Linked DNA regions of Mus musculus: regions 2, 3, 4, 5, 6 and 7 are each linked to region 1. Evidence: chromatin contacts called from public ChIA-PET and HiChIP or PLAC-seq data. All regions are on one chromosome and are shown on one strand. The core of a region is the stretch at or near the end of the contact, and the rest is flanking DNA. Distances in the headings are between cores, read along the strand shown.

Evidence for each region. ChIA-PET counts read pairs in DNA pulled down with a chosen protein or histone mark. HiChIP or PLAC-seq counts read pairs in DNA pulled down with a chosen protein or histone mark.
Region 2: an H3K27ac HiChIP or PLAC-seq map of regulatory T cells shows a contact between it and region 1, with 4 times the contacts expected there. The contact joins two enhancer-like sites. A contact is called at or near these places in 1 of 15 datasets of contacts at CTCF or cohesin (large pre-B cells), 1 of 484 Hi-C or Micro-C datasets (the C2C12 cell line) and 4 of 115 datasets of contacts at active chromatin or transcription factors (large pre-B cells, memory CD8 T cells, pancreatic cancer cells and 1 more).
Region 3: a contact with region 1 is called in an RNA polymerase II ChIA-PET map of memory CD8 T cells, with 11 read pairs. The contact joins two enhancer-like sites. A contact is called at or near these places in 1 of 484 Hi-C or Micro-C datasets (the C2C12 cell line) and 6 of 115 datasets of contacts at active chromatin or transcription factors (T-cell acute lymphoblastic leukemia, bone marrow-derived macrophages, embryonic stem cells and 3 more).
Region 4: an RNA polymerase II ChIA-PET map of memory CD8 T cells shows a contact between it and region 1, with 9 read pairs. The contact joins the promoter of Snx29 here to the enhancer-like site in region 1. A contact is called at or near these places in 15 of 39 promoter capture datasets (the 3T3-L1 cell line, 3T3-L1-derived adipocytes, the HPC-7 cell line and 11 more), 1 of 115 datasets of contacts at active chromatin or transcription factors (memory CD8 T cells) and 1 of 9 other capture datasets (macrophages).
Region 5: a contact with region 1 is called in an RNA polymerase II ChIA-PET map of memory CD8 T cells, with 15 read pairs. The contact joins two enhancer-like sites. A contact is called at or near these places in 2 of 115 datasets of contacts at active chromatin or transcription factors (memory CD8 T cells and pancreatic cancer cells).
Region 6: a contact with region 1 is called in an RNA polymerase II ChIA-PET map of memory CD8 T cells, with 34 read pairs. The contact joins two enhancer-like sites. A contact is called at or near these places in 1 of 484 Hi-C or Micro-C datasets (liver) and 2 of 115 datasets of contacts at active chromatin or transcription factors (double positive thymocytes and memory CD8 T cells).
Region 7: an RNA polymerase II ChIA-PET map of memory CD8 T cells shows a contact between it and region 1, with 10 read pairs. The contact joins the promoter of Gspt1 here to the enhancer-like site in region 1. A contact is called at or near these places in 7 of 39 promoter capture datasets (the 3T3-L1 cell line, HPC-7-derived erythroid cells, cranial neural crest and 3 more), 2 of 115 datasets of contacts at active chromatin or transcription factors (embryonic stem cells and memory CD8 T cells) and 1 of 9 other capture datasets (adipose tissue).

What each region holds. Positions count from the first base shown.
Region 1 is chr16:10,975,094-10,978,144 of GRCm38.p6, reverse strand. All of the region lies in intron 1 of Litaf (LPS-induced TN factor), which reads left to right. Among named protein-coding and RNA genes, the nearest start is that of Litaf, 17 kb to the left of the region's middle. Within about 2 kb of position 1,609, at least 163 of the 459 cell types and tissues checked have an H3K27ac peak or open chromatin away from gene starts, as enhancers often do. A contact at or near this core is called in adipose tissue, hematopoietic stem and progenitor cells, liver and 2 more, where this site is marked.
Region 2 is chr16:10,564,055-10,567,105 of GRCm38.p6, reverse strand. The region is part of intron 3 of Clec16a (C-type lectin domain family 16, member A); the gene reads right to left. Among named protein-coding and RNA genes, the nearest start is that of Clec16a, 20 kb to the right of the region's middle. Within about 2 kb of position 1,420, at least 35 of the 459 cell types and tissues checked have an H3K27ac peak or open chromatin away from gene starts, as enhancers often do. A contact at or near this core is called in regulatory T cells, where this site is marked.
Region 3 is chr16:10,583,790-10,586,840 of GRCm38.p6, reverse strand. The region is part of intron 9 of Clec16a (C-type lectin domain family 16, member A); the gene reads right to left. Among named protein-coding and RNA genes, the nearest start is that of Clec16a, 40 kb to the right of the region's middle. Within about 2 kb of position 1,465, at least 64 of the 459 cell types and tissues checked have an H3K27ac peak or open chromatin away from gene starts, as enhancers often do. A contact at or near this core is called in memory CD8 T cells and regulatory T cells, where this site is marked.
Region 4 is chr16:11,321,432-11,324,482 of GRCm38.p6, reverse strand. It overlaps Snx29 (sorting nexin 29), which reads right to left and starts at 1,579. Exons shown (of 21, transcript NM_028964.4): 1 at 1,505-1,579. The coding sequence starts at 1,511.
Region 5 is chr16:10,637,522-10,640,572 of GRCm38.p6, reverse strand. It overlaps Clec16a (C-type lectin domain family 16, member A), which reads right to left. Exons shown (of 23, transcript NM_001204229.1): 17 at 1,658-1,786. Among named protein-coding and RNA genes, the nearest start is that of Gm52264, 19 kb to the left of the region's middle. Within about 2 kb of position 1,397, at least 82 of the 459 cell types and tissues checked have an H3K27ac peak or open chromatin away from gene starts, as enhancers often do. A contact at or near this core is called in memory CD8 T cells, where this site is marked.
Region 6 is chr16:10,663,834-10,666,884 of GRCm38.p6, reverse strand. The region is part of intron 18 of Clec16a (C-type lectin domain family 16, member A); the gene reads right to left. Among named protein-coding and RNA genes, the nearest start is that of Gm52264, 7.0 kb to the right of the region's middle. Within about 2 kb of position 1,569, at least 126 of the 459 cell types and tissues checked have an H3K27ac peak or open chromatin away from gene starts, as enhancers often do. A contact at or near this core is called in liver and memory CD8 T cells, where this site is marked.
Region 7 is chr16:11,252,717-11,255,767 of GRCm38.p6, reverse strand. It overlaps Gspt1 (G1 to S phase transition 1), which reads left to right and starts at 1,443. Exons shown (of 15, transcript NM_146066.2): 1 at 1,443-2,125. The coding sequence starts at 1,771. LOC115488671 reads left to right here and starts at 2,132. Exons shown (of 2, transcript XM_030249388.1): 1 at 2,132-3,051. Mir1945 (microRNA 1945) reads left to right here and starts at 1,323; the gene lies at 1,323-1,400.

The sequences.
Region 1 (3,051 bases), core at 360-2,859:
GGTTTGTTGCAGATTTTTTTTCTCTGGATCATTTGCCGGAATTTGGACTCTACCACTCTGAGATGTGCTGTGTTCCACATGGCAGGTTTTCATCTGCTGGGAGTGTGGAGAGCTATGGCGTTCTTTCCCTTCGTGGTGGTGGAGCGTCCCTGTTTTGAGAGGGTGAGGCCTGCCTAGAATGGGAAGACGTACAGGGCATGGCCGGGGGAAGGCCTGTGCTCTGTTTGTAGGGTTTGAGTTGAGTGAGGGAACCCTGAGTTGTTGGTGACCCACTGTGGAAAGAAACCACAAGTCAGGGTAGCATTATCTTGCCAGGAAGATGTGGTCCCCAAGCCTGAGCTCAGAACCTGAGGAAAGCAGAAATTAGGAAGGGGCTGTGGCCAGGGAAGGAAGAGGCCTTGTACAGAAGGTGTACCAGTGAGAGAGGGTGCACCTGTGTGTGTGAGAGAGAGAGGTGGTAGGGCCAAGGAGTAGACTTCACTGTGATAGAGAAAAGGTGAGGCCCCTGTGAGGCCTGGGCAGAAAGCTGCCTAGAAGACAGGGTCTGTCGTACCAGAAGCCCTCTGGGAGCTTACAGGCCTCAATTACACAGAGGAGAGCCAACTCACAGCTTAAAATGGAGTCAGAGGGGCTGAGAGTATAGCTCAGTTGGAGGAGTGCTTGCCTAGCAGGCACAAAGACCTGTTCAGTCCCCAGCACAACATAATCCAGCAATGGTGCCACAGGCCTAGAATTCTAGTACTAGGGAGGTGAAAAGCCAGGAGGGTCAGAAGTCTATGGCTAGCCTCAGCCCTGCCTAAAAACAACAATAAAAGAACATACAATACGGGATGGCAGAGAATGAGACACATCCTCAGGTGGGTCCTTGGGCCAATGTTAAGGTGCCATCTTGGCTTTGTTCTGGTAGGGGTCATTTGGACATGGGAGAGGGGCTCTACCTTGGCCTGTGGCTTCTTCCTCTACATTTTCCAGGGTTAGTGTAGCCTCTGATTTTGTCTTCCTTTTAGAAAGGCTCTTATGATGACACGCAGCTCCGAACTCTGCATGCAGGAGTCGCTGACTTGTCTTGGGGTAAACCGAGTTAAGGTTGCAGAATTTACTCATGCCCCAGGAAGAGGCAGAATCCGTTCAGAATGTCAGGAAGCCACGTAGGGAGGTGTCAGGAGGGGCCCACGCAGGAGTCACTGTTGAGTGGATCTCCCCGTGGGACTCAGAGCTGGTTGTTTGGTGCTACTGGGGCGTGTTGACAGCCTTTAGCCTACAGGACATCTGGAGGTCCAGGAGTCACCGTCTGCCCTCCAGATCCTTTCAACTTGTCTTTGTCCCTTTGTCCCTCATGACAGAGAGGAAGGATGGGGTCTTTCCCCTCCTCGCCTACACCCTTGTCTTCAACCCTATCTCCCTAATGCACCCCCTTAATCTTGTCCTTATCCTTCCCTAGACCCAGGGATGGGTGGACCTCGAAAGAAGCCCCTTCCACCAGCCTGGGGACTTGTGCCACATGAGCATTCACCAGCGATTACAAAATGAGCAAGCTGTGAGCCTGCTAAACTGGCGCTTTGTTTTCCTCTCTCTGGTTTCAACATGCTCTGCTACCGCCTCCACACTTCCCTGTCAGTGTCTATCCACCCACATCGTGGCTTGCTTGACCTCCTGCCTGGACATTCCAGGGCACCCTGCTGAGCCATATTTCACCAGTAGGAATCTGGAGGTAGCAAAGGGCTGGCTGCAGTCTCCGTCCGGAAAGTGGCCAGCCACTCTGCCCAGCTCTCACTAGAGCCTCACATCTGAATGGAAGTGTGAAGTGCCGCATGAACACTTGTCATGACGTCAGCGACTTCCCCTGACTGACAGACTGACCACTTCCTCTCCTTAGATTCTAAGTCAGAGCTTTTGTTTCCAGATGACCCATTGCGTCTGTGTGAGGAGGACAGACGTCAGCCTTGATTGTAGTTTCTTGGGAGTTCCACCTTACTGACCTAGAGGTCACCCAGTAGGCGAAGATTACTGCCAAGTGAGCCCCAGAGAGTTGCCTGTCTCTACCTCATAGCCATGAAGTATTATGCCTAGCTATTTTTAAAACATGGGTTTTGGGGGGTCAGACTCAGGTCTTTGTGTTTTCAAGACAAACATATCACCAACTGACCTATCTCCCTAATGCACCCCCTTTTTGAGAGGGTCTATATAGCCCAGCCTGGCCTTGACCCTCCAGCCCAGCCTCCTTGGGAATTACAGGCCTACATCAACTACACCTACCTAACTCTATCCTTCCAGATCTCGAGATGGGTCTTGTGTGGCATTTAAACGTCGGTACTGTTCTCTGCAAGTGTTTTCTCGGTACCACTGGGACTATCTTGTTCTACATTGCTTGGGACTTTCCTGGATTTTGTACCCAAAGTGTTACTTATTCAGGGAAGCCTTTTCTGTCTTAGGTAGGGTGGAGTAGTGGCTCACCTGTGAGTCACCGTGACGTTTTGGCCGTGCTTATAGCTGCTAAGGTGCTATTAACACATTTCCATTCTTGCTCTTTACAGAACCCACAGGGAGTCAGGAAGACAGGCAATGGGAAGGTGCCCTGGACAGCTACAGCAAAGAGCTAGGATGCTGGCAGCTGAGGCAGGGCTCCTACCTGTCCTGTGTGCTCTGTGCACTTGTCTCAGGTGGACGCTGGCAGCCGTCAGAGGGAGGCCTACGGAGACAAAGCCTGCTTGGGGACATGTAAGCAAGACTGCCAGTGCAGATCTTTGCAGTGGTGACAGAGATGAGACAGGAGCATGGGGCCAGGGAGGGACATTGGTCATTCTAGTTAGGGTGTGGTGTGGGTGTTAACTGGCTGGTTTCAGGTCTAAGGTCCTTGGAAGGACTGAGAATATGGCGAGAAACACTCAAAAAAGTAGAAAATGAGAAATGCACACTGTAGGACCTGGAGTAATACGAAAAAAACTGAAAAACATGGAAAATGAGACAGACACACTGTAGGACCTGGAATATGGCAAGAAACACTGAAAAACGTGAAAAATGAGAAATGCACACTGTAGGACCTGGAATATG
Region 2 (3,051 bases), core at 171-2,670, 410 kb after region 1:
GTTGCTTCTGGGCCACAAATGGCACAAAAGCTAGCAGCTTAAGGTGTGTGAAGAAAGTCTGGCTACATTCTACACCTGAGACAGCCACAAGGTTCATCTGCTCCTCACAGGGGCTTTTTTAAGTCCTCTACAAGGTTCTGTGGGGGGTTAGGGATCAGTAAAGGGGCCCACTGTGTGGCTGGGATTTTTCTACTACCCCCTCACTGTGGCTGACATTCTGTGGTATTCTGTTATAATAAACCTGGGAGTCAGTAAGTAATCTCAGTCTCTTGGGCCTCTGTTACTTAGGTCACCAAACAAAGAGGCAACAGTAGCATCTGTGCAATGCCTCCCTGTAATAGCGTAATAGTGAGAACCTGGAAAGCACCTAGATGCCCACAGTCAGGTTCATTTAATAACAATATAGATCAGGGCGAGTCACATGCAGGAACAGCAGAGTGAGTAGGACGGCCTGCATGGCTGGGTGCAGGGTGGGAGGCTACAGGCACCTGACTGCACTTCTGTGACTATGTTATGCTGTTTTACAATGACTCCCCCACTAAAACTAAAAAGTAAAAATAAAAGCAGCAGGGCATATGGCATACATATACTGTGATGGTGGCACTCAGAGACTGAAGCAGAGCTGGGTGTTGTGGCCCATGCCTTTAATCCCAGCACTTTGGAAGCTGAGGCAGGAAGACTGAGAGTTTGAGGCCAAACTACACTACAAAGAGAACACTGCCTCAAAAGCTACTTTTAATAAACTGTCCTGAAAGCCAAAGGTGTGTGTCTGCTGGGCTTTGCAGGCAGCTCCCACACTGCTCCCACTTCCTTTTAGAGCCATGCACATGTCGGATCACTTTTGTATCGAATCTGAAATAGCACCAATGCAGAGGGCAGAGAGGGTCATCAGGAGCCATGTCTGGAGAAGTGGGGAGACTGGAATAAAGGTCACAAGAGCCCTGTGAGGCAGCTAAGTTCTCCATTACAGATTGGTGACCCGTGATGACAGCTAATGGCTCCGACCTAGAGGTCTGAAATCCTCAGACAGGAAGTTCTGAAAGGTGATGTACATGTCAGCTGCACAGCAGAGGCCACCTCAAAGGATTTACATCAGATCTTCAAGGTACTTCACCAAGAAGCTAAAACTTTCAAAGGACGTACTGTTAATCCTAGCCCTAAATGGATTTCAAAAGGGTCACCAAGATAAAACTCCAAAGACCCCATATTAAAGGTCAAGACTTTGGAATTGTCCCAATGGCCTCAGAACATTCCTGAGCCTGCACCTCAGAGCTGGATCTTCCCCTCTGAGCTCAGAAACCACACTTATTCCAGATCCAGCGAAACAGAAGCTGATAACAAGGGAAACCACACAGGGAGATGTGAATTAGCACCATCTGTGGTCAGGGGGAGGAGGAGGAGGGCTCTGTGGCTACAGCACCACCTAGTGGCCACTGCTAAGGTCACCACCACCCAGCAACTTGATTTGCCCCAAGAAGTCAGTACCTGCCTTTGCTCTGGGCGCTCCACCGTTTTTTCTCTTGCTTTCAAGAGCAGGACCTGCACTGTGCTGCATTTGGAGTAAGTAACTAGCACAGAATGAAATTAGGCTGGCTCAGTCCCAGCATAGATAAGGGTCTGGTAATGCTCTGCTGAAGGTCTGCCCTGGGGATTGCAGCCTCCCTCTACTCGGATGGACTATGACAACTAAGAGCAGCTCCAGAAAATGCCAGCACCACACTGAGGACCACTGAGTGTATTCTCCTGTGCTAAAATCTCTCCTCTACTCTGAATGTGCTGTACTGGTTACTTTGGGTCCATGACTCAAACTTTCTTGGAGTTATAACAAGAGCCTCCGTAGCCCCTGCCTCTCAGAAGAATAAATGGGGCTGAGGGTTGAACTGAGTTAAATTCTTGCTTGCTGGGCAACAAAACTGAAGCAGAGGCACCCCTAAGACCTCTCTGCCTTCTCCATTGCTCTTAGAAGTGCTGGCCTATGTACTCCTCAGTCATTAGATCTTTGAAATTGAACCATGCTGAGGGGATGGCAAGTCAATCAGCAGGAGTCCTTCATGGAACCCTACCACACTGAACTACCCTCAACATAGTCAAAAGCTGCACATGTCGTTTCCAGTGTGACTACATGTGATGACAGGGTAATTACGATTAAATGAGTTTGCAGGGTCAGGCTCCACCCCTGACAGAATTAGTGCCCCATGGAGTCAGAGAGACCAGAGGTTGAGCTCTCTGACTTCATTCTCTCACAGGCGGGGCCAGGTACTGTGAGAAGGTAGCTAAGGTCTAATGTGGCCCCAGGTTTCATGAGTCCTAACCTCTATTCCTGAAATGAGGCCACGTTAGGAAGTAAGGCTTATGAGTGGTATTTAGGTGATGGAGTGAAGCTGTCATGAGTGGGTTAATATCTTTCTCACTGTGAATTTCTCCTCTCCTGGCCCTTGACGAGTTAGTTACCTTAAGAGCAAGTTCCTGCAAGCTGACAAGAGAGCTCAGAAAGTAAAGGCTCTTGCCACCAATGCCGAACTCCACCGACAAAAGGAGAACGGTTACCTCTCTTCCACTGTCACGTGCACTCTGCAGTGTGGCCGTGTGCACACACTCACATCTCTTCCACTGCCACGTGCACTCTGCAGTGTGGCCGTGCGCACACACTCACATCTCTTCCACTGTCACGTGCACTCTGCAGTGTGGCCGTGCGCACACACTCACATCTCTTCCACTGTCACGTGCACTCTGCAGTGTGGCCGTGCGCACACACTCACATCTCTTCCACTGCCACGTGCACTCTGCAGTGTGGCCGTGCGCACACACTCACATCTCTTCCACTGTCACGTGCACTCTGCAGTGTGGCCGTGCGCACACACTCACATCTCTTCCACTGTCACGTGCACTCTGCAGTGTGGCCGTGCGCACACACTCACATCTCTTCCACTGCCACGTGCACTCTGCAGTGTGGCCGTGTGCACACACTCACATCTCTTCCACTGCCACGTGCACTCTGCAGTGTGGCCGTGTGCACACACTCACATCTCTTCCACTGCCACGTGCACTCTG
Region 3 (3,051 bases), core at 216-2,715, 390 kb after region 1:
GCTATTCTGTCTCTTAGCTGATATTCTGAACTCCCAGCCAGCCAGTCCTGGCACACATATGAGTGATAAAATATTTGCACCACCTAGAGGTGAAACCTGGTGGTTAAGTTGGAAAGCAGAGTGCAAGCTGAGGGTTTAGCTCACTGTCACCAATGGCAATGTCTACTCTAGTCTTAGCAGTCTCTGTCACTTGTTATTGCTGATGCTTCCTGCCCTCTTTATGCCCTTGCCTGCATCTGAAGTGCTTCCCCAAGCGCCTGCTGAATATAGTTCAGTTCCAACAACAGCGTGCCCACCCACGCACACTTATATAGGCCCCATATAGGGGATGAGGTTGTACAGCCTCACCTAACATTCCTGCACCAACTGGTGCTAGACCTAAGAACAAACACTACACATAGCAGAAGCCCTCCCTTCAAAGCCATGTTTGTTATTCTAGCTGTAGAAGCAATAAGACTGAGGCCTGGAGACGCAGACTAACTCAACCTGGGACACCTTGAGGCACTCACTGCTGCAGGTACCAGATGCAGAGTGTAACATGTGAACAGCACAAGAAACAGCATGCTGAGAGTCTTCACAACAAAGTCACAAGCACCTCATGACTGCTGTCCCTGGCCTTGCTGCCTCATTTATTCCAGCACTGAGTACCCTTGAACTCATGAGGGTAAAGCAGAAAGATGATAAACCTAAGACCAACTACCCCATGCGATACAGTAAGTTAAACATCAGCCTGGACTCCATTTCTGGTGTTACTCCGTCTTTCGGTAACCTAAAAAAACACCTACAGGTACCGAAGCACATCCCCAGTTCCAACCCATAATCACTTTGCAAACAATAGAAGAGGCTACCATATGAGTTGCCACTCTTGGGTATGTGTGGTAGTCCGAATGAGAATGCCCCCACTGTCTTATAGTTTTGAATGTTTAGTTCCCAGTTGAATGATTTAGGAAGAAATTAGCTGGTGTGGTCTTGCTGGAGGTGTGCACTGTGCTTCAAAGCCCACACCAGGCCTCCAACTTGTAGATAAGATGTAAGCTCTCAGCTCCTGCTCCAGCGTCATGCCTGCCTGCCTACCATATGATGGTAATGCACACAGGAATTTCAATTAGACATTTATCTGCCTATTCTGATCTGTGTTAAATTTAACCCTAAATTATAGCCCTTCAGTATAATTCTGTCTCTCCTCTGCTTCTCTCCAATTTTGGTTTGGGTTTGCAAGAGGTCTGCTGGTAAAAATGAAGCAATACCAGTAACTTATCTACAAATTACAGGAAGGAGAAAGTAGGGTAAAAAAGACCAAGAAGTTAAAACAAGTTTGATCAACCACATCCGAGCCAGGCAGGAAATAGTAGGAGACTGTTGTCACTCAGAGGGAAGGCAGGCAACTTGCACAGGACTACTGTTAAACAATTCACAACTGCCAGTTACCTTGGCAGCTAGTCTAGGATTTCCATCTACAGGCATCAGAAGGTGGGGCTTTGATCTAACACCTACAGAGAAACCAGCCTCTCAAGTGCCAGCTCCTTCTGTTCAGCCACTCATGCAACCAGTGGGTGTGTCTCCCACAGTGGAGGCTGGACCTCTGCCCCAAGAGGAGACCATGGGGAAAAAGGACAGACCTCCTGAGAGCCATCTGAGAGGTGGCCAGTTGCCATCTGCTCTGTGCTTTTGCTTAAGCTGCAAACCACAGCCTGTTTGTTGTGTCCTACTTGTGGTCAGGTACTGTAGTTCTGTAGGCATCCACATGGGATAAAACCAGGGACAATCTCTGTGTTATTTCTTACAGCTGCATGCAAATCTACAATTACCTCACTAAAAAATGTCCTTTAGAAGTCTGCAAGCTAGCAGATGAAGTAATAAAGAAAATGGGTAGACGTGAATGATTGCTGAATGCTTAGTCAGAATGGGACACTCACATCCTCCTCCTTCAAACTTCAAGGAACATCATGGAGAAGGTGGGAAATGTAAGAGCTAGAGGATGGAGTGGAGTGCTGTGGAAAACTGTGTCCCAAGCATGATGGGGCTGCTGCACTCTGAGCTCATAATTGCTGTGATGACGTGCATAAGACCTGACCTACCAATGTTGTGTCATGAAGTCAGGGAGCTCACGAGGCCGCACCCCTCCTGATGACATATTGTCTGTCAGTTAATGGTAGTTGGGAGGAGAGGTGCAGGCTCTGCTCTGTCTTCTGTGAGGACTTATTGGCAGTAATAGTTTCTGGGAAACAGAGAAACATTTTCTTTAGTTGTGTAGCTACTGGTAAGGTGCCCATGCTCTTGTGGGAAAACTCTGCTAATTAATGATGAAGTCCACCATGACTAGAGAGCCTCTGGGATCAGCAGAATATGGGAGACTCACTTCATTAGTGGATCTTCTCCTTTTCTAACCTTGTCTGGAAAATCCAAAACCCTCTCTCTGAGGAATGTTAGGTAGCCTTAGTTTGGTTACAGGTTTTGACAAAACCTGTTCAGCCAACACCTGAGATCCCTGAAATGCTTCCCCATGCTTAGGGTACCCTAAGCCCCCCAGCCAATCACCTCCGCCCATCCTGCATGTCCCTACCCTCAGCCCCCCTAACACTTTATAAGCCTTCAATCACCCTAAGTAATGTTGATCTGCCCCGAGGGTGGTTCCAGCGTAGTCACTCACTGTACGGACTCACAGGGCTTCCAGATCCCCAACCCCATCATCTCTGCTCCCTTTGCCCTGTGGATTGTATGGGCCGATGATCCTCGAGGGTGGGAGGACCCACATGCTCCTGTATAGAGCCCTACTGAAATTCCCTGGTCATTGGGAAAAATAAAAAAGGAAATGAAAGCAGCAGGGGAATTAGTGGGGAAAGGGAAGCAGATCATCAGGCGTGAGATGGGACAAGAGAGTGTAACGGGATTGAATATGATAAAATATTTCATATGCATGTACAAAAATGCCATAATGAATCTGTAATGTATAATCAGTATATGACAAGAAGAGACGCAAAATTAAAAAAGAAAGTGGGTATATACATATAATACATTATTCTGCCTTTACAATTTAAAGAAATTTGGCAA
Region 4 (3,051 bases), core at 330-2,829, 350 kb before region 1:
AGAGAGTGAGTTCCAGGACAGCCAGGGATATACAGAAAAACCCTGTCTCGAAAAACCAAAAACCAAAAACCAAAAACCAAAAAAAAAAAAAAAAAAAAAAAAAAAAGCATATTGCTTTATGTGGTAGAGCCAGGATTTGAACCCAGTACATTGGGCTCCATCACCTTTTGGTGGATGCTGGCACACACGTTTTTGTTAACATTAGTGTTAAGTTAGACCCAGTAATTTGCTTTGGCAGATGAACGTAAACTGTAAAAACCCCTCCATTAGTCCCCTCAATAAGACCACAGTTCCATAAACTTTGCTCTTGAGCAACAAAAAGCATCTAACGTTTTTTTAAAGATGCACAGAAATAATTTAAAAAACAAAAAATTAAGACTGCCCTTTGCTCCTTTGCCCTAGCACCCTCTCCGCTCCATGAAACACCTGAGTGCAAGTCTAGAGACTGGGTGCAGAGACGAAAATCCAGCTGCACAGTAAGAAAAAACAGAAACTACGAGGGTAGGCGGGTCCTCCTAAGGGAATCCAGATCCCTGAGTCCAGCAGGAGAATCAACAGCCAACACAAGCCTTCCCTGAGTCACTCCCATCTCCACGCGCAACACCCAGGAATGACTTAGCACCAAAACATCAAAACATCATCAGGACTCTTCAGAGGGAGGCTTGAAGACACAGACTCCGACAAAGGGACTAAACTTCGGTATCACTGAGCACAAGCCGTCACAAGCACCTGCCTCTCACTTCCAGACTCCCCACCCGCTCCACCTCCCTGCTGGTGGTATTGGCTTGGGCAACGCTTGAGCCCCATTTAGGTTCAGCATTGGGCAAGAAGGAAAGGGCTTCAGGACACAACCGGAGACTTCAAACGATGAGCTAGAGGAAGACATGGAGAGAACTGAAGCATGAACTAACAGCCCAAATACAAAAGGCACAACCGGGAGAGGGACGCTGCGAGGCTAACTGGCCAGCTCTGGGGACACAGGTGCAGGGAAGAGGAGGGAAGAAGACAAAGCTGTCCTAACACTGAGACCTCTGGGGACCCGGAGCTGTCGCTCTGGTTTGCTGTGTGTGACAGGGGTGTCTAGAGATGCTCTTTGCCTTTGGAGAAAGAGGAGTCACTGGGTGGAAGAGACCTGGAACAGAGAATAACTAAAAACCAGGGGCTGGTAACTGGAGCTGAGTCCCAGGAGGGTCACGGGAGAAAGAGGGACTAAGGCAAGTACCAGAGATCTGAGAATCCGGGGTGCGGAAACCTGTCAAAGGGATCGGCTGTCTGGGAGGGAATTGGGAGCAAGCTCTGCTCTAGGAGTTGGCTGTCACTGGTGAGGCAGAGGGACAGGAGCGCCAGCCCCGGGATAGTGGGAGCGGTGCAGGAGACTCCGGGCCAGGGCTCCGAGCCTGCGAGCGACCCCGCGGGGGTCTGCAGCGTGTGAGCACACCGGGCCCGGAGCGTGCGGCTGCAGTGGCGCTACGGGGCGGGTGACAGCAGCGGGGCCGCCACTCACCGCTCATGTTGCTGCTCCCGGGGCCGCCGCCTGCCTTGCCGCCGCCGCCGCGTCTGCAGCCGCCGAGCTCCACACAGGCCGGGAGAACGCGCGCCCCGCCCGCTGGCCCCGCCCCGGAAGCAGTGACTCTCCTAGGGCCCGCCTCCCGACCCGGAACCAAAATACTCGGGCAAATCGACGCCCCAGGGTAGCAGGGAAGAGAACCGGCACCTCACAAAATCAATGCCTCCCAATCCCCGAGCCAAGAAAAAGACATCCATTTAGACTGAAGTTCGGACAAGGATGCGATATACGCGTACCGAGAGCTTGGAGTAGTGTGTTGCATGTCCGTCAAACCAGCACTCGGGGGAAGGCAGGTGGATCAGAAGTTCAAGGTCAACCTTGAACTACTCAATGATTTCGAGGCTAGATGGGGCTGCTTGAGACTGTCTCAAAGAGAAGAGAGAAAAAAAGAGTAATGGGCCTGCAGGGCCTGGTGGTACAGGCTTTAAATCCCAACATTCAAGAGGATAAGTCAGGAGCCTGAGCTGCAAGAATTCAAGAGCTGTGGATGGCCGGCGTGGTAACGCACGCCTTTAATCCCGGATTTCTGAGTTCGAGGCCAGCCTGGTCTACAAAGTGAGTTGCAGGACAGCCAGGGCTATACAGAGAAACCCTGACTCGAAAAAAAAAAAAAAAAAAAAAAAAAGTTTGGTAGAGAGGGCACATGCCTTGCATGCAGGAGGCCCAAGCTTCAACTCTCTGTACAAACAAAAACAAAAGGTGAATTCAAAGCCATTCTGGGTAACTTCTCAAGACTCTCGAAATAAAAAGTAAAACCGGAGTGGTAAAACCGGAGTGGTGGATATAGTTCAGTAGTTGGAGTAGCACGTGCAAGGCCCTGCAGGCAGGAGAGTTTGTACTTTCTTGATGATGGATGTGGGAATAAAAGTGCAAAGCACAGTGATGCAGTCAGAATTTGAAACTTCACTTACAATCCTGGTGTGACCATGCACACCTTTAATACCAACATTCACAGAAGAATCGAATTACTGCCTGAGGCACTTGGGAGAATTTGTGGTGGGTGTGTGTGTGTGTGTGTGTGTGTGTGAGAGAGAGAGAGAGAGAGAGAGAGAGAGAGAGAGAGAACTTTCTAGAATGAGAATGCATTGTAATGGGTCTGAGGAGAATGACAGTGGGTCAGTGGGTTAAGGGAACTACAAGAGTTGTCCAACTGACTCTAGGCAACAGTGAGAGGAAAGGTGGGTAGGTGCTGAGAGAACACAAGAGCTAAATTCACAGCAACTGTGAAATCCAGGGTTTTGCCCTATTTTAAATATGGAGTTGAAAGACTATTTTGCCTGCTGGATATGAGGCTGGAGTCACCCAGCCTGGAGAACTTAGGCTCTTGATCAGAAATAAGAAAATAATGAAGAGCTAGAAACTGTAGTAGCTCAGTGGAAGAACACATGTGTGCCATCCTGGATTTGATTCCAATAAAGAAAGGAAAGGGAGGTGACTAAACCTGCAGGCTGCCCTTTACCAGTGGTCTTAAGTCCTACAGAGGT
Region 5 (3,051 bases), core at 148-2,647, 340 kb after region 1:
CTGAGTTTTCTTTAATGTGTAACACACAGCCACCCCATTTCCTCAAGGTCAATAGTGACAAACATAAAAACCTGCTGTGCCCACAGGGAACATGGGATCAGAATGTGGGGACACAAATCTGTAATTCCAGATATCTGGGAGGCTGAGGTAGAAGCCAATCTGGGCTACTTAGTAAGACACTGTCTCAATCAAAACTGAGAGGAGGGTGAGCATGTGCTGGCATGTGCATGCTCTGGCCTCATCCCTAGTACCAAACACAACACCCTAGCACAGGGACCCTTGGGCAGTGGCTTCCCAGATAGCTGATACTTCAGTTCAGACTTTACCATTTGCCCGCGCCCCCTGCTGGCTCTCCTCTGCACTAAGCTTAGCGAGTCCTTGAGTGGAACCTCTCGCTCATCTTAAGACACTGGTGCATTGCACTCCTTTCCCACCAACACACTTTCAGTGTTTACTGTCGGCCAGAAACTTCACAGCCATCCTGCCAGCTACTGTGGGCAAAAGCTGAGGGGGCACAGGAGGAACTTTAGGCTCAGGGACTTAAACAATGCTTCCAAGATCACACAGCTATAACCTCTGTAGGCCTGACTAAGGAACTCATGTTCTTTCTCAGCCACTCCTTCCAACTGCCCCTACCTGAGTGGGGATAACTCAAATTCAAGTTCTGCTTGGAACCCCAAACTGTGATGACTTTGATTTCAACATGGATGTCCCTTATGGGCTGGCAGGAGTCAGGGGCACTTTTGGTATTTTGATCTTACACTTAAAAAAAGTATTTGTGTTGTGTGCACACATGGAGGTCAGAGGACAACTTGCAGGAGTCTGTGGTTTGCTCAGGGGGCTGGGAATGTGTGTTGCTTGAAGATACAAAGTCTCCACTTCCTCTGTAGCCCCTGAGCACATGGTTAAAAGTGCCAGCAGGGCGGAGGAGGTCACAGAGGTTCTTGTCTGAGGCACACACAACTTTATGTCACTTGCTTTCTGAAATCCTAAAGTGAGACCCCCAAGCCACAAGCAGACCAAGGACGATGTAGTGAGCCTGGGAGCGATCATGAGTGCCTCTAAATTATCCACTCCCAGTCATGTCTCCAGGGAATGATTTTCCAGGAAAAGGCAGTGCTGCTTTCTAAGAAAGAAACCGAGATCTTACGCAGGAGATAAAATACTGTGAAGAGCCTGAGCGAGGCTGCTTCCTAGAGCGGCCGCCTCAGAACAAAGTGCTGATAAGGGGATCACCTCTGCTGTTCTAAGAACAGGGCTCTGTACGCACGCTCTCCTGCGCAGCCAGCACCATCCTCTCACTATCGGACAGCTTGCCAGTGTGCCTAGGGCTCACATCCACCTCCCACACTGGCTGTTCTAGGCTCTGGGTTCCCTTGCTTCAAAGAAGATTGGCTTGGCCTCCATCCAGGGTTTTGGCTGCACTCTGCCCTGGCGCAGGTAGTCTGACAGCAGCCCACAGAGGTGCCAGTTGCCACAGAATCTCAATCTCCAATTTCCAAGGGCACCAGGCTTTGGAAAGAAAGCCATGTATGGTAGTAGGTGCATGCGTGAGGCTATTCTTTCCAGGTGACTAGACACCTATTGGTGGTAGGCTTCAACTGATCTAAAGACCCTTTCCCTATGGCCTAGGAGAGGCCAGAAAGCACTTACTCACCCGCCTCGTCTTCTCCACATCACCACATGGCAGCCGCTTCACAAAGTCAATGCCAGTCAGTGGAGTGCCCGTTGGGGGCAGGAGGATGGAAGCATCCATCATGAGATACTCCACATTCATGGGCTTTATCTAGGAGAGACAGCACAGGAAGCCTCAGCAAAGGCCCTCCTGTACTTGGGCCACAAATGAGCCAGCTCTGGGTTAGACGGGGCCTATATTTCTCGTGTGCCAGATGAGTGGCAGGCTCTTTTCATTCTCCAAGTTGTGTGTGTGTACTTTTCCCTTCATTTAAGTCAGAGGGCCCCATGACCGCCTAGTGCTGACTGGCTGCCTTCCTTTGTGGGACATGTTTAACACTGTTTTCCAGAGGCCTGAGTCCCTTTTTCAAAATCCCTGTATCCCAGAGCAGGGTGGCAGAGCCATGTTCCCACTCCAGGCTGTTCTTGGCACTGGTTTCACAGCAGGGCCTTCTTACAATACAGATTGGTTCCATTGCTCCTACAGTGCCAGGACCTCCTCCATGGGATTCCTCCCATTCTCTCCATGGGGGTGGGGATAACAGTGAGTCTCAGGGTCTGTCATCCCTTTGGTAATAAACCTGAGTCACTAAAGAATGTGTGAGCAGCTTGAGTGGCACTCACTCACGCTAGCTCAGAAGCCAGTGTTCTAGGGGCAGCTGAGGACTGACTGTAGTTGCAGGTGTGTTGCCTTAGTGTTTCTGGAGAATGGCAAGCATTGTCCAGCAGAACGCATAAACACTGGAGTAAAAGAAGCAAACCCCAGGAAGCTTCCTGTAGGGTGGGATGAGGGAACACACTTCCTGTGGGGTGGGATGAGGGGAGGGGACACACTTCCTGTGGGGTGGGATGAGGGAGAGGACACACTTTTGGCTTATGGGTCCTGTGTGAGGCCAGCTGCTGGGTATTTCAACTCAGAGGTCTCCACTGCAGAGATGACAAACAGCCAGACTCAGATTAAAAGTAACCCGCCCAAGGGCACACAGTTAGGAAGCAATAAAGGCAAACACTTCAGGGGCTTGGGAGCCCCAACTTTTTCAAATCATAAACAACCTGTAGAGTTAACATTTCCAAGCTGAAAGGGGCACCATGGAGGAGCACTCTGGGAGGGGACTCCGCACTAGATAGAGGAGACGTTGAAAACCTGTGCAGTGCTCCACTGTGACTGATGGTGTGAAGAGGGAAGTACCATGCCCTCCTAGGCATGGCTGGGGCTGTGTGGGTCAGTAAGGTGGAGGCACAGTCACCACAACCCACACGTGAAAAGGAGGTATGACCTTGAAAGTGATCCATGGATGCTTCAGGGGGGCAGTGACAAAGATGAGGTAAGGGCTCGGCTGCCAGAGCCCTGGAGATGGGTATGGAAGCCAGGGAGCC
Region 6 (3,051 bases), core at 320-2,819, 310 kb after region 1:
TTTCTACCCTGTGTTCCCCTTTGTTCTCTTCTCCTCACTGCTGTAATGAGCAGGTCTAATCTGGGCTAGCAAAGGCTGTGAAGGGATGAAGAGGAAGAGGAGACTGATGCTCAGCAGGGAACTCAAGGATGGGACCGAAGGGAAGGCCCAATTGAAGATGGTTCATAGGGACCTCTGTGCCGGACAGGGCAAGGTGGGGAACTTCCGATATCCTGACTCTTCCCCTGCTAAGGACTCCATGATGCAGCAGTTAGCATAACAGCTGCCATGCACCCAGGGTTATATTATGGACCGTTTAGTTTCTACAAGCATTTTGTTTTGTACATGTAGCAACTGAGGCTCACAGTTTCAGAGAGACACCCAGGGTCACACAAAGCCTTGGTACTCAGACTCTAACGGACTCCAGCTCCATACTTCTGCTCTCACCATGATGCCAAGAACCAGAGAGGTGTGAAGGAAGGGTTGAAGTGCCAGGAACTGAAGTCAACTGTGCTCAAATCTGCATTTCCAAAATGACTTTTAGGAAAACCTTGGGAACCTTGCTCGCCAGGGGATGAGATGAATATGCTTTTCGAAGAGCTGATAGTTCCTGGATATGGAGGGCTCCTGACCGTTAGGCCCAAACAGAGAGGGAGTGCCAGCTGGTAGGGAAGCCCATGCCGAAATAAACCTATGGTAGCTGGGGGGTGATGAAGTCACCCCACCAGCCCTATGGTATCGGAGACCTCTGCTCAGCTCAGTTAGTGAGCACCCCTGGCCTGTGAAGAAAAGTGGGGTGATTCAGAAGGAGAACTCAGACCTCCATCCAGTCTCAGCTGGCAACACCTCTCAGAGGCCTGCTGTGCCTCAGGCGTATAGTGCATGAAGCTTTCCCATTTTCCAATGAAGGGACCCCAAGGTCAGGCTGAGGATGTGTCCTCATATCCCTGAGCTGGTGGTCACATTATAGAGAGAACCCTCATCCCTACCTTTCCATCTGCCTCCTTCTTGGTGCCCTTCCCTGTCCTCTAAGGTGAGGAGTCCTAAGACTCAAGGAGTGCCAGGGAAGGAAGCTGCTGGGGGCACACAGCTCCACTGCCCCCCAGTGGTTAGCATGCTGCCACGGCCTAGGTCTGTGAGCTTTTACTGAAAGCCACAGCAACTTCCCTTTCACCCTGTGAAATAAGTGACATCCTTCTTAACACCCGTTATCAATCTCTGACTGCTTTTAATAGAAGCAGCTCACAGTGTGTGTGTGGTAGATATAAACAGAGGGGAAAACTGCTTGCCTCAGGGCTTTACAGAGAGAGGAGGTGGGGTGCTTTAAAAGCGCACTGCACCAGGGCTGCAGTTGCTCTGGGGGCTGGGGAGAGGGATTACTGGAAGACGTGTAGCAATGAATGGTCCATGGTGGAGCCTGGGCTCCGCAGCAGTACCCGTGCCTGTCAACATCACATTTTGCTGCCTGAGGACATTTGTCACAGAAGACTGTGGTTTGCTTGCCTGTCATCCCTTCTCTGAGTGGCCCCTGAGCTGATTCAGAGAACCCACAAACACAGCAAACTGCTTTCCCTCAGCCATGACTTTCAAAGGGCTTCTGAAGCGCATTCCTCTGAGGCAGGTCCTCCTCAAGTGAGTCTTCTGAGGACCTGGGCCCATGCACATGACGTACTACTGCCTGATGCAATGGAGAGTTTGACAGAGCTAACTAACATTGCAAGCATGTTTCTGGATGATTTTAAAATAAACACCGACAGAGTGGAGGGCTGGGAATGTCTAAACAGCAATTCTGAGTGTGAAGGATGGCCGGAATCTGAGTGACTGCAGCTGTGTGGCCTGGACACAGGAGTGATGGATGCAGAAATTCCAGCTGCAGGAAGTCTTCCCTGGCACCTCTCTGATGGGCCGACTGGCTTGGAGGGGGGGCCTGGCAGGCTGAATCCTGCTCCCTGACAGTCGTCTTGGCCTTCTAACCAACTCCATTCTCTGAGCTAGGAGCCTTCTCTGGGCCACCTCCTGACCCTTGACAAGGGCTTCAAGTTGAGGACTCTTGGATGGAAGCTGTTTTTCTGTCACACAGGTGGCAAAGATGGCCAGTTTTTCAAGATATGAGCTATCATTAAGGTCCCTACTAGCTCTAACTCAGCCCAGCAATTGCACAGTGGTAAGTCCCTTCCAGTAAAGCACCAGGCTGGAATACAGCTGCCGACAGGGCTCACACTCACGCTCCAGGTCCTCTGAGACACTGAGTAACCAGATGCAGTACAATGCCCGTGCTCATGGTACTTGCACAATGGACATCATACACTGGGCACTTCCACTGAATGCAGTCAAGTACAATAAGCTCCACCCATGTTCCTGACACAGGAAAGCCCCACTTCAAAGTGCCAAAACTAAATTGCAGAACACGATGAATACAGTCCTAGTTGTGTAAAAATGGCAGCCATTCAGTAGGTCAATATTTACTGAGTAGCAAATAAGAGCAAGGCCCATGTCAGGGCTGGGGTGACAACCGTGATACAAGCAGGCCAGGCTCTGTGGGAAGACAGGTGTGAGTGTGTGCAGATACAAGGGCGGGGAATCAAGAGCCGCATGCCCCAGGCTAGCCTGGGTGAGGCACTGGGCAGGAGAGGAAGATGACATTCACCTTTTAGCAGACTATGCGTGGTTTTAGTCTTTTACAAAGGAAGTATGTTCAGCTATTATTTGCTAGGCAAACATGTATACAGCAAAGAGAAGGCGTGGAAGAGCGTTCCAATTCCCAGCACCAGGATGGGCTTCTATCCTAGTGTAAATACAGGGCTGAGGTGGAGTGAGCCAGCTGTCCAGCCACTGTCAGTGGGTATTGATCGGGATCATTTCTACTCTTTGAGAAGAGGGTGTAGAGGACAGACTAGCAGCAAAGTGCACTGTGGAGGAGCCCATGGCTCGGGGCTATGGGTACTCTCAGGCCTGAGGCTACACCTAACAGAACACAAAAATTCAATTATACTGAACTGCCTGTCTTCCCCTTCCAGGATGTCAGGTGCAGTGGAGAAGCTGTGACCCTCTCCAGGTAGCACTCTCTGGGTG
Region 7 (3,051 bases), core at 194-2,693, 280 kb before region 1:
TAACCAACCACAAAAAGAAGAAAAAAAGAGCTAGTTTGAAGCCTTGCTTTAAAAAGTAATTGACAAAGCCGGGCATTGGTGGTGCTGGCCTTTAATCCCAGCACTTGGAAGGCAGAGGCAGGTGGATTTCTGAGTTCGAGGCCAACCTGGTCTACAGAGTGAGTTCCAGGACAGCCATGGCTATACAGAGAAACCCTGTCTCGAAAAACCAAAAAACCCAACAAAACAAAAACAAAACAAACAAAAAATTATTGACAACTTTGTCTATTACCTCTCTCGTTAGGCCAAATTCTCACTTTTTATTATACAAATGTTTAAAGTCAGCATTCCAATTTAGATATCTTAGATCCAGATTTAAAAAAAAAAAAAACTCGTTGTTTGAACATTTTGAATATGTTACTCTGTAATTTCCAAGTAGGTTAGTTGCATTCTGTCTAGACTCTTTTCAGAGCAAGTAAAATTAAGAGTATACTTTTCTTTGTCTTGGTCTCCATGGGTGAATTACAGGAGCATTTAACAGGTATTTAGAACAGGTATTCCTACTTCGTGCAGTAAAAAATAAAGGTGAATTTTATTTTTTCTTGCTTGTCACTTACCCCACAATTACTAAAATGCAACTTGAAAGTGTGAGATGCCCTCATTATTAAAGGACTGTAAGAATAGCTGACAGATGCGGCCTTTCAAAAGAACAGCACTTTACCTAATGGCAGCTAAGGAACTGGAAGCACCAAAATAGCCACTATTAGGTACCGCTGGGTACACTAAAAAATATGGCAATCCCGATTAATTTGTAAATCTCCTGGCAGGGAGGATGAAAGGACGAAAAAACATTTTAGGTGCGGGCTTTTAATGACTAGTCAAACATAACATGAGTCACTGAAATTTTCCAGTTAAGGATCCTTTTGCCGGACATCCTTGGACCTTTATGAGCCACACGCAGTTTCAGCTGTAACATCTCATGGTTTTACTGCCTCTTCCAAAAATGAATACATAAAAGGAAAGACGCCTCCCGCCGGCTTTGAAATGTAGGGCAAACTCTGGCTGCGGGTGGAGAGAAAGAGAATAAGGTATATAGACTGGGAGACAGAAAAGGCGCCGAAAAGGGAGAAGAAAAAAAAATTCCTCTAGGTTAGGCCTGCGGACCGGGTGTTCTCACAGGCTAGGGTGGATCGTCGCCTCGTGCGGAAGGGCTCGGCCCACCGTCTTGCCCTAGCCGAGTAGAGCCTACCCCTACCCCCACCCTGCGACAGATGGGCCACCAGACTTCTGCCTCCTCGCGCTGCCTGCCGGGAGTTCCAGCCGCTTCCGGTGACGCTTGAGCGCTGAACTCCGACTCCCGTCAGCCCCCGAGAAAACCGCACCGGGTCTTCGCGGGTACTGTCGGGACTTGTAGTTTAGCTATCGGCCGCGCTTCGTAGGCGGAAACGCGGGCGGACACAGACGGGAACTACCGAGGCGAAGGTACGGGTGGTAGCGAGAGGTCAATTCTCTCCAAACGTGGGGTTGGCGGTGAGGCCGGCGGCGGTAGTTGGGGTTGGGTGGGAGGAGATCCTTTCGCACACACGAGGAGGGTTGAGCCGCTGTCGACCTGGTCTCGAGTGTACTGTCTGGACTGTAGCTGCTGCCCAGGACGCCGGCGAGTGAGTCATTGACTGTCAGCTCCCCAGTCTTGCCGTCCTCCCCGGGTCAGCGCGGCCTGCTCCTCCCCGGTCGGCCGCCCCCGCCTCCATTTCCCGCCCTCTCTTCACCACACACACGGCCCCCCCGATCATGGATCCTAGCAGCGGCGGTGGCGGCGGTGGCGGCGGCGGCGGGAGCAGCAGCAGCAGCGACTCTGCGCCCGACTGCTGGGACCAGACGGATATGGAGGCCCCCGGGCCCGGGCCTTGCGGCGGCGGCGGGAGCGGCAGCGGCTCCATGGCCGCGGTGGCCGAGGCCCAGCGTGAGAACCTCAGCGCGGCTTTCAGCCGGCAACTCAACGTCAACGCCAAGCCTTTCGTCCCCAACGTCCACGCCGCTGAATTCGTGCCGTCCTTCCTGCGGGGTCCGGCCCAGCCGCCGCTATCCCCAGCTGGCGCAGCCGGAGGCGACCACGGAGCAGGCAGCGGCGCGGGAGGCCCTTCGGGTAAGTTGCCGGGCTGGATATCCCCAAGGCACGGGCGGCGGCCTGGGGCCGGAGTTCCGCGGTGGGCTGGGTGGAGAGGACGGGAGGCCGGCCGGCCCGCACGTGGGGCGCTGACAGCGGCGCCGGCTGGTCTGGGTGGGGCGCCTCCAGTCTGGGAGCTGCTTGGCTTGGGGCGCCTGGGCCAGGAGGAGCAGAGACCAGGGGACCCGGGGGCGATTGCCCCGCCGCGGAAGGCCGCACGCGGTTCACCCCTAGGCATAGGAACTGTATGGGACCCTGCCAGCCCTGGGCCAGTCAGTGCCACGAGGCCCAGAAGTGGGGACTGATAGGGCTTGAAGTCCGGCAGGAGGAGGGTGTGAAAGTCTAGGGTTTGGGGGACAGGACTTGTCTCTTCGCTGGCCCAGAGAGCTGCTCCTACTGTAGTTTCTACGTTTGGAACTGTAATTGCGTTTTAAGTATCGGTGGCACTAAAGCGACCTGAAGGAATCCCAAGATGCATTGCAGGCTTGTGATCCGCCAGAAACTGTTGGCTGTCAATACAAAGACCTTTTTTCACCCTTAACATTTTGAATACTTGAAAAGTTTTTTAAATGTCACAAGGATTCCTCAGTACTAACATGTGGTAGTAAACCTCATTGATTTATGTGCGGTTTTAAGCGGGATTTAAGACTTTTTCTGAATGGCGTGTAGACTTTTAATTGTTTTAAAAGTATGGCCCTTATAAGGGTTGCTTATAAAAGCTTAGTTTGCGTTCGTGTATTAGTCTAGTCTGTTACTTAAATACTTCTGATAACTTAATATTTGTCACATAAAGTAGCTACTAAATACACTTTCTGTCGTTTCAAACTGCAGTCTTTAAACACCTTTTTACAAACGGGCTGTATGTTTGGTAGCCTGCTTTCAGGTACAGATTTTGTAGCAATGCT